2 separate regions of the Mus musculus genome follow, and region 2 is linked to region 1. The links are chromatin contacts, called in public targeted proximity ligation maps. All regions are on one chromosome and are shown on one strand. The core of a region is the stretch at or near the end of the contact, and the rest is flanking DNA. Distances in the headings are between cores, read along the strand shown.

Region 1 (4,456 bases), core at 1,906-4,405:
AAAGATACGTGTATACTTTTGAAAATGTCGGCAACACCCTGTAAAAACAAAAGCCTACCCACACTCAAGCTTGCTTCCAGATCTTTCACGCCCATCCCACTATTAATCTATCATCCTGAATTCAAAATTCTGCAAAGCCTAACTATTCATTTCATGCATATTTTATTCAAGTAGATGGCAATGTGTAAACTACAGTCACGTTTGCTCACCTTTGCATCAGAGCCCCAGGGAGCGCTTGTTCATGGCTTTCTTTGCTCAGTGCAGGGATCGCTTGCCTCCATCAGGCTAGGCAAACGCCCAACCGCTGAGCTACGTCCTCTGTCTTCATTTCACTTCATTTCACATTTCACATTTAAATAAAAGTATGTATGGGCTAGCCTTGAACTCACATTGTAGTCTGGGAAGACCTGGAGTTTACAATCCTCCTGTTTGAGCCTCTGGAACAGCTGGGATCTCATCATGCCCGCTGTCCCCTCTGTGTGGGCTCCGCAGTGTGGAGAGGCTGAAATTCCCTTTTCTTTCTCCTCCTCTTTCCTTTCCCTCTGGGTGGCTGAAATACCTTACACAGGACTCCATCTCCCACCCAGGAAGTCTCTCTAAGAGGACATTATGAGTGAGCTGCCTATTTTTTTTTAAGAACTATTAATTCTTGCCAAGTTGCCCGTTTATTGTATATGTTTAGGTGTGTGTACACACACATGTGTGTGTCAGTGCACAGGCATGGAGGTCAGAGGACAACTTGCAGGAGTCACTTGTCTCCATGCACCATGTGTGTTTCAGAGATCAGGTTCAGGGTGTCAGGCTTGGTGGTGAGGCTGTTTACCTGCTAAGCCCCCCTCGATGGCCCTGTGTGTGAGCTTTCTAAAGAGTGTCATGGCTCTCGGCATCTGGTCTTTTTAAGAAAACTTTCATAGATTGTTCAGGTCCTCATTAGTTTTCTAAATGACACCCTGACCCGTGAGGTCACAGACTGAGGACTCTCAGTGACTATCTAAGAAAACCCTTTATATCACAGGGAAACTGGGTTCTAGGGGAGAGCCTTCACCTCAAACACGCAGCGATAATGATTGAGCCAGGCAGGACTCACATCCCAAGTTCCAGCTCTGTACCCTTCTTGCCTGTCCCAGACTAGCTACTACCTTGCAGGACCCAGAAGCCTTTGTGTCGACTCTTCCCTCAACCTAGAAAACCCATCCCACCAGTAAATGGGAAACCGCTCATCCTTCCAGTGTCCTTCCTCCCTCCTTGACTTCCTCACAAGTAGCAATGGCTACCGGTTTCTCTACAGTCCCCTCAGGCTGGCCCTTCCCACATCCTGTCCTCATGTCCCTTGAGAGATTTGCCTTATGCTCTCAAGGAAAACAGGCCTGGGCTGGGTGATCAACAAGGCAGGCAGCTTCAGGAGCAACTCTGCTCTAAGGGCTGGGATTGTCCACTGCTCTAAGAGGAAGGACCCTCCCACCCTCAGCTCTCTACCATATAGAGGACCCAGTACATGCATTCCTACAGGTGCCTTTGTCCACCTCACCACTCAGGTTCTGTGTGTCTGCCTGCTTTATAGAACAAGAGTTCCTTTTGGGCAAATGGATGCAGCCATCTGAAATAAGAGACAGGTGGTATGTAAGAAAGGGGACATCTACCTGCCGGGAGACCTGGAGGCACAAACCTCACTGTTCGTGAGCTGTGCACCTTTGGGGATCCACCTAACCTCAGTGATCCTCAAGTGGTTCATCGGAAAAATGGGCTTGGTTAACAGCCTTAAGCAGCCTTGTTTTCTCACGTTTACCTGTGGTCAAACAGGCTCAGTGTCGCTCAAAAGAGCAACAGAAGAGAAAGCAGGAGTCAGAACTGTGGGCTGGCTAGAGAGGCAGCCGTGGTGGGGAAGGCTGGTCACTTTAGAGAGCCTCCACTTTAGAGAGCTTCCTTGCAGGAAAGCATGGGCTGAGCCTGGGAGACTGACCTCACACGGGGAGCACTCTACCTCACAAGCCCTGCATGTCATTACCAGGGCAGCTTCCAGATGCCCCGAGCTGCAGGGAGATGGATCTCGGAATGGGGCAGTAGCTTTCCTAATATCCCCCCTCAGAAATTAAGCCAGCTTCTAGACTCCAAGTTGTTTCTACCCAACTATGCCAGTTGTCACTGAAAACTAACAACCATGGATTCTAGAACCTTCCCTCTGAGCCAGTGTTTGTGCTAATACTCCACGGGGCATATCATAAGGTAGCCTTCTTAAATACATTACACAAGGGGAATTTAGGTAATTTACTTCATTAAGTGACTCAGTTTCACCACATATATGAGAGGCTGGTGCTGTTCCAAGGGAGGCAGGCAATCGGGAGCCTGCTGAGATCTCACCTGGCCCTTCTGGTGCACAGGGTAAGTGCCCTGGAAACCTCCGACCTCTGCTTCCCCCAAGAGTTCAAGCTGATGTCCTCCCACCAAGAGCCAAATCCTTTAGGTCCCAAAACAGAGGAAGTCCCTCCTCTGAAGGCACCTGGGCACACCCTTCCCTCTACAATCTGAAGGAGGGCTGCCCTGGGGTCATCCAACTCCCCTATGCTACACAGGAACCAACTGAGGACCCCAGCTCCACGGGACTCACTCAAGGTCACAGAGCAATGGCCACACTCAAAGAGCAGGTATTGGAGGGTCAGTACCTCTCCCTCCCTCCCTCGGACAGTCCCTTCAACAGACAAGAGGTCTTCCCTTGCTCTTCCACTCCCAGGCAAGGAGCAACAGTAGGTCAGGGGTGCACTCCCTAAGCTGGGTAGGGAAGATGGACAGCCAGCCTGAGCTGGTCGTGCTCAAGGCTGCCAGTACAGAAGATCCCAGTGACTGAGTCACTCAGTCACTCATCAAATAAACACTTGGAAGGTATCCATCCTATAGATTTCACTTAGTCATCCAACCAATGTTGATCTGCTTCAGGCCCTCACATTCCTCAGCTCCCATCCCCCTCCCCCCTTCACCCTCACCCCACCTCCTTGTGGCTCCTTTGCCACCTTCTCCCCACCCCCATCCAAAAGAACCAGTGTTGGAATCACTGAGGAGTGACCCAAACCAGAAAGTCCAGTAAGGCAACTCTCCAGAGGTTACCTGGTGTCGCCAAGGCAATAGGGCAGAGCCTGTCCCTCGGAGGCTGTTGAGGTTCTGAAACTGGCCTAGGGGGCTCATCCCCCCTCCCCCACCTTTGCCTCCACCAAGCGGCGGCATGGAAAACCCAGCCAGCTCAGCTGACTTCCTCTTGTGTCATGGAAAGTGCGGGTGATAGGACAGGAAACTGTCGCCTGGGGTCTGGGGTCCCCAGCTGGCACAGGACCTGAGGTCTAGGGGATGCAAGGTAGAAAACTTTGTGGGGTAGTTACTAGGGAGTCGGTGGCAGGGGAAGAGCTACGGACCTGGAGTGCAGGGACCCCACCACTAGGGTTCCCTCCGGTACACAGCCAGTAACTGAGGTAATACATTCAGACTTCTATGAAGGTTGGAACACATAGTGAAGCCACCTAGTAGATCACACTCAGGCCTGTGAAGGGGAAATAAATCTAAAGCTCCGGGTTTGGATTGCCTTTGATAAAGAAGTGAGTCTGGAGGTCTGTGGAAGGAGATGTCGGTTTCCTTGTGTGTGCATGTGTGTGTGTGTGTGTGTGTATGTGTGTGTGTGTGTGTGTGTGTGTGTGTGTGTGTGTGAGTGTGTGCATGTGTGTGTGTGTGTGTGTGTGTGAGTGTGTGCATGTGTGTGTGTGTGTGTGTGTGTGTGTGTGTGTGTGTGCGCGTGTGTGCACATGCGTGTGCATGCATGCATATGCGAGGGCGTGGGCTGGCTGGTCAATGGACAGTGAAGCTCTCTATAAACTGTGAGGAAATAGGCTCCGATGGGCACTTAAGAAACAAAGGGATGCTAGGGATACAGATCAGTTGAGAGTGTTTGCCTTGTAAGCATGAGACACTGGGTTCCAGCAAAGGAAAAAATAACAGACACACCAGGTAGGGACTGTCCCCAGCACCCAACCCATCACCACCACCAGACAAGAGTTTCTCTGTGTAACATCCCTGGCTGTCCTGGAACTCACTTTGTAGACCAGGCTGGCCTCAAACTCACAGAGATCACCTTGCCTCTGTCTCCTGAGTGCTGGGATTAAAAGGTGTGTATCACCATGCCAGCTGCATTTCTAGTTCTTGCATATCATTGATAATGTTGAATGAATGAATGAATGAATGAATGAATGAATGAATGAATGAATGAACGAATCTAGATCCAGAGACCATACAACATGGAGATCTCACACCCAACATGAATATCTATCTCATACCTAACATGGAGATCATACCCAAAATGGGCATCTCACACCAACAGGGAGATCTCTCTCTCTCTCTCTCTCTCTCTCTCTCTCTCTCTCTCTCTCTCTCTCTCTCTCTCTCTCTCTCTCTCTTTCTCTCTCTCTCTCTCTCTCAC
Region 2 (4,865 bases), core at 2,286-4,785, 140 kb before region 1:
TGTCATTTCTATAGGATGCCATCCTATCTCATCATAACCTGTTTCACACATTAGCAGGCATATGCTGCATGACTACTAGGAAAGCTGATGCTGAACTTCTAACCAAAGCCCACCTCTAACTCTGGCATTGCAGCTGGTTTGAGATTAATCCTTTCTTTTTTCTTTCTTTCTTTCTTTTTTTTTTTTTTTTTTTTTTTGTTTTGGTTTTTGAGACAGGGTTTTTCTGTGTAGTCCTCTAGTCCTGGCTGTCCTGGAACTCACTCTGTAAAGGCTGGCCTTGAACTCAGAAATCAGCCTGCCTCTGCCTCCCAAATGCTGGGATCAAAGGTGTGTGCCACCAAAGCCCAGCAACCCTCTTTCAAGACAGGTTGTTTCATCAGATTGTCATCCCACTTTTTCAGCTTTACTCTGACCTGACCCTACTCTGGTACAGTTTCTTTCCCTCTTCCCTCCTGTGGGATGCTCCCACTCTCAGGATCAGTCACCAGGACTGAGACTTTGCTTTCTCTTTTCCAGTGCTCCTCAGTTCCCAAGTGCATCCACCTCCACTTGCAGCCTCTGCAGCTGCCCAGTCAACTCTGAAACGCTTTCAGAAACAAGTGAGCTACAGTAAAGATTTATTTATTATTATAAAAATATTTATTTTTAAAGATTTATTTATTATTATAAAAAAAGATTTTAAAAAAAGATTTATTTATTATTATAAATAAGTACACTGTAGCTGTCTTCAGACACTCCAGATGAGGGCATCAGATCTCATTACAGATGGTTGTGAGCCACCATGTGGTTGTTGGGATTTGAACTCTGGTCCTCTGGAAGAGCAGTCAGTGTTCTTAACTGCTGAGCCATCTCTCCAGCCCCCAAGATCTCATTTTTATCCTTAACTTTCAAGCCCCACGTTGTGTACCACTTGTAACTCATCTTTGCTACTTTGTGAGTTCTCCCTCTTCCTCACTTTACCTCCACTTTACCTCCTAACAGAAGATAGGAGAGAAACAAAGATAGGGAGAGAAAAATTAGAAAACTCCCTGAATCTAATTTCTTTCCTTTTGTGTCTTCTTTGGCACTACTAACAAACCACAACCAAACTCCCTAAATGACCAATAACCACTACTGCCAATCAGGAAGCTCTAGCATTTATTTTTATTTTTTATTCTCTCTCTTTCCTTTCTCTTTCTTTCTTTCTTTCTTTCTTTCTTTCTTTCTTTCTTTCTTTCTTTCTTTCAAGATTTTACTTATCTATTATATGTAAGTACACTGTAGCTGTCTTCAGACACTCCAGAAGAGGGCATTAGATCTCAATACAGATGGTTGTAAGCCACCGTGTGGTTGCTGGGATTTGAACTCAGGACCTTTGGAAGAGCAGTCAGTGTTAACTGCTGAGCCATCTCTCCAGCCTGAGCGCTAGCATTTATATACCCTCTGCAAAGTTCACAGAATTCCAAATGTCACACAATTGCAGAAACTATCTGCAGCAGGCAAAGCCATGCCTCACATCCCTACCCCTGGGATTAAGACAAAAGCACATTCTTCTAATAATTTTATGTTTTCCTTTCAAAAATAGTTTCATTCATTCTTATGAGTACACTGTAGCTGTCTGTCTTCATGCACACCAGGAGAGGGCATCAGATCCCATTACAGATGGTTGTGAGCCACCATGTGGATACTGGGAATTGAGCTCGGGACCTCTGGAAGAGCAGTCACTGCTCTTAACCACTAAGCCATCTCTCCAATTCCATCTTTTAGGGACTTGACTCAGGTAAAACTTGATCCTTTCAACACAGAAAAGAAAGTAAGGCTAGCTGGGCGGTAATAGTAGTATACACTTTTAATCCCAGCACTCCAGAAGCAGAGGCAGGCAGATCTCTCTGAGTTCAGGGATAGCCTGGTCTTCAGAGCTAGTCCCAGTACAGCTAAGGCTACACAAAGAAACTTTGTCTCAAGTCCCCTACCAGTCAAAAGAACCAGAGTTGAAGTTTATTAAAGATAAGTTGATACATATTTTTAGGAACATGATTTAACAGAGGGGGTGGGGGAGAGAGACAGAGACCAGGAAAAGAGTAAGACATAACCAAGTGTTTATATAGGATTCTGAAGAGGGAGTCACAAATAAGTGTCACACCATTAGCCCATATAAAACATCCTGGCAGCTCTCAAGTTATGCCTTAAAAGGGTTGTTAAGAATTGGTTTTTTTATCCTTTTCTCTCTTTCTGATTAGTGATATTATAGGATGGCTCCAGAAGTGACTGGGTTAGGAATATAATCTAGTAAAATATAACTATGAGCCACTAGGATTGCACCCTTTAGGGGAGGGCTAGGACAGGTCTTTCTTACTGTAAATGTAAGTTTCTAGTGAAGTTCTTAGAAACTTGTAGGTTTACAGCTGGGAAGAGAGAAACACCTAAAGTAGTTTTTGATTCTCAGTTGATGGGAGGTTTTAACAAGACTCCTAAGGGAAGTCCTCCTTTCCCTTCCAATGTTCCCATACATTTCTAATATGTGTGCCTATGTTAATTTCCCAAAAGGCACTTGCAAACTAAAACTAAGTCTAGAAAGAAACCAAAAACACCACTCCCACCCCCACCACCCCTGAGATCTTTTCCACTAAGGCACGCCTGACAACCCGGATTCAATCTCCGGGATCCACACAGCAGGAGAGAACTGACTTCCATAGGAGTATTGTATTGTGCCTGCACACCCGAACGCATGCATAGAATACATAACTACACGTAATTTTAAAATTTATGGGTTGGTGAGATGGTTCAGCGGTGAAGAGCACTAACTGCTCCTCCAGAGGTCCTGAGTTCAATTCCTAGCAACCACATGGTGGTTCACAACCCCCTGTAATGGAATCTGATGCCCTCTTCTGGTGTGTCTGAAGACAGCTACAGTGTATTCATATAAATAAACCTTTAAACAATTTTTACATCTCTGCCTACCTCATCCACAAAGCTACCTCAGTGTTCTAAGGTTTAAAACAAACAAACAAACAAAATAACCCCAGGGCACCTGGGTTGCTTTCCTTTCCCTAACAATTGTAAGCAAAGCTTTGGTGGTCACCCACACATTTTGGGTGAGGTTTTGCTCTCTTCCAGAGCATATGAGTTTCTCCAAGGCCGTACACCGTTCATGTGCCCACTAACACCTTGTGCCTTTCCCCCCTGATGTGCCATTTTTAGCGTGAAAGGTTTCTCAGCCCTCCAAGTGCTCGCCAGCGCCCCGCCTTAGGAACTGCACTTCCCGGGAGGAAACTGCCGCCCTAAATGCGTTGTAGACTCGGATCTGCACCGAATCCCGCATCGAGCACCAACTCTACCCACGCCACAGCCTCGACAGTTCTTTCTTTCCCCTTTCCTGCCAAAGGCTTCGCTTCCGTTCCAACTCCAATTTCCGGCGCCATTCTTCTCTTGGAAATATTTGGGAGGGAAAAAACACGTACAAACCATAATGGAGCGAGCAGAGCGCATGCGTCCACGATGCCTGCCAGAAAGACCTGCCAGTCTCCTCCGTCGACCGCCCCGCGCATGCGCAGACTATAAACCAACACCCCGGGAGTTGAGGCGCCGGTTTGGTGGCGCGTTTTCTAGCGAAGTCCCACGTGAAGGATAGCGGTGACCGGAGCAGGGTGAGTGAGGGCCGAGACCAGGGCTGTAGATGCAGCTTAAAGGACAGATTTGCAGGAGGTAACAGGGCGGAGCCGCAAGGCCTTGCGAGCCCTAGTGGGGAGGGGTCGAACGTGGAACGTGGGGCTTAACAAGTATGGGACCCAGATCCTCGTTGCTATGCAACCAGGGGCGTTGTTACTAGGTAACCCTGGAGGAGAGTGTTTCCCGGGATGAGTGGGTTCGAGCGCTGAGGTCTAGCCCTCCGGAGGGAGCAGCTGCCAGATTTGGGGGATGAGGCCAGTGCCGAACTGCACACCTCCCCCAGCCCCATGGTCCAGCCTCCTGCCGCCTCAGTTGGAGCCCCCCTCAGGGTATCCTGACCTCATGGGCCTCGCGACGCCACTATGGAGTGCTTGGCAGGGGATGTGCTGTTCGAAATAGCACATGCCACTGACCCTATTGCCTGGAGTCTGGGCCTTGGGAAGGGAGCGGCAAGGCTGCACACCCCCCCCCCCCCCCTTTGCAAACACCCTGCCCCACAAACAGTTGCTGGGTAGCAGCTGTCAGGGGTTTAGCGAGGGCTGCCTCCGACCTGCCAGAACGCTGACTTCATTCTCCTTAGTGGTGACTTCGCCACGTTTAGGACCTTCTATCTCAGCTGTGCTTCTCATGTGGCTGTCGTATATTTGGACTGACTATTCAAATAACCTCCTCCCCTTCCCTCCCCCCCCCCCCCCCGCCACCTCTCCATGTCTTTATGTCCTACACTTGTGGCTTCTTGGCAGGGCTTCTGATACTCATTTAGCAAGCACTTAGTCATTCTATGCTAGGTGCTGGGGATTCCAAGAAAAGTTAATGTCAAGTTAGTCTGAGAGTCACTGGGAGGCTGTGGGACAAACTTTGAACACAGTGCTTGCACAAATTATCTAACTTCTTGAAGTAACTCTTAACCCAGTTTCAACAGAACTTACATTTGAGGAGATTGAATTTCAGATAGGTTAAGTAACAGGTGTAAAGGTAGTGGCGGCTAACTTGTGATAGATCTGAACCTGTGTCCTTTGTACAGAGAGCTCTTAGGAGGCTTTGCTTAAAGTAGACTTTTCTCTGCGTTGCTGATCTTTGCAACCACTGTTTGATTATGCCTCAGGAATCCTGGGGAGCTTTAAAAACAAAACAAAAAGGCTGAGCTCCTCCCTGGGAGGGTCTGAGTGGGTTGCCTGGGTGGGGCAAACACCCTTGTTTAACAGGCTAGTCAGGCA

What was found.
Region 2: a contact with region 1 is called in a targeted proximity ligation map of pancreatic cancer cells. A contact is called at or near these places in 8 of 39 promoter capture datasets (the C10 cell line, the HPC-7 cell line, cranial neural crest and 5 more), 5 of 484 Hi-C or Micro-C datasets (CD8 T cells, the G1E-ER4 cell line, bone marrow-derived macrophages and 2 more), 23 of 130 datasets of targeted methods (the 230-238 cell line, CD8 T cells, the NIH/3T3 cell line and 17 more) and 4 of 9 other capture datasets (adipose tissue, liver, macrophages and 1 more).

Annotation. Positions count from the first base shown.
Region 1 is chr19:10,739,646-10,744,101 of GRCm38.p6, reverse strand. It overlaps A430093F15Rik (RIKEN cDNA A430093F15 gene), which reads right to left and starts at 3,155. Exons shown (of 4, transcript NR_027805.1): 1 at 3,100-3,155.
Region 2 is chr19:10,880,413-10,885,277 of GRCm38.p6, reverse strand. It overlaps Tmem109 (transmembrane protein 109), which reads left to right and starts at 3,535. Exons shown (of 4, transcript NM_134142.1): 1 at 3,535-3,626.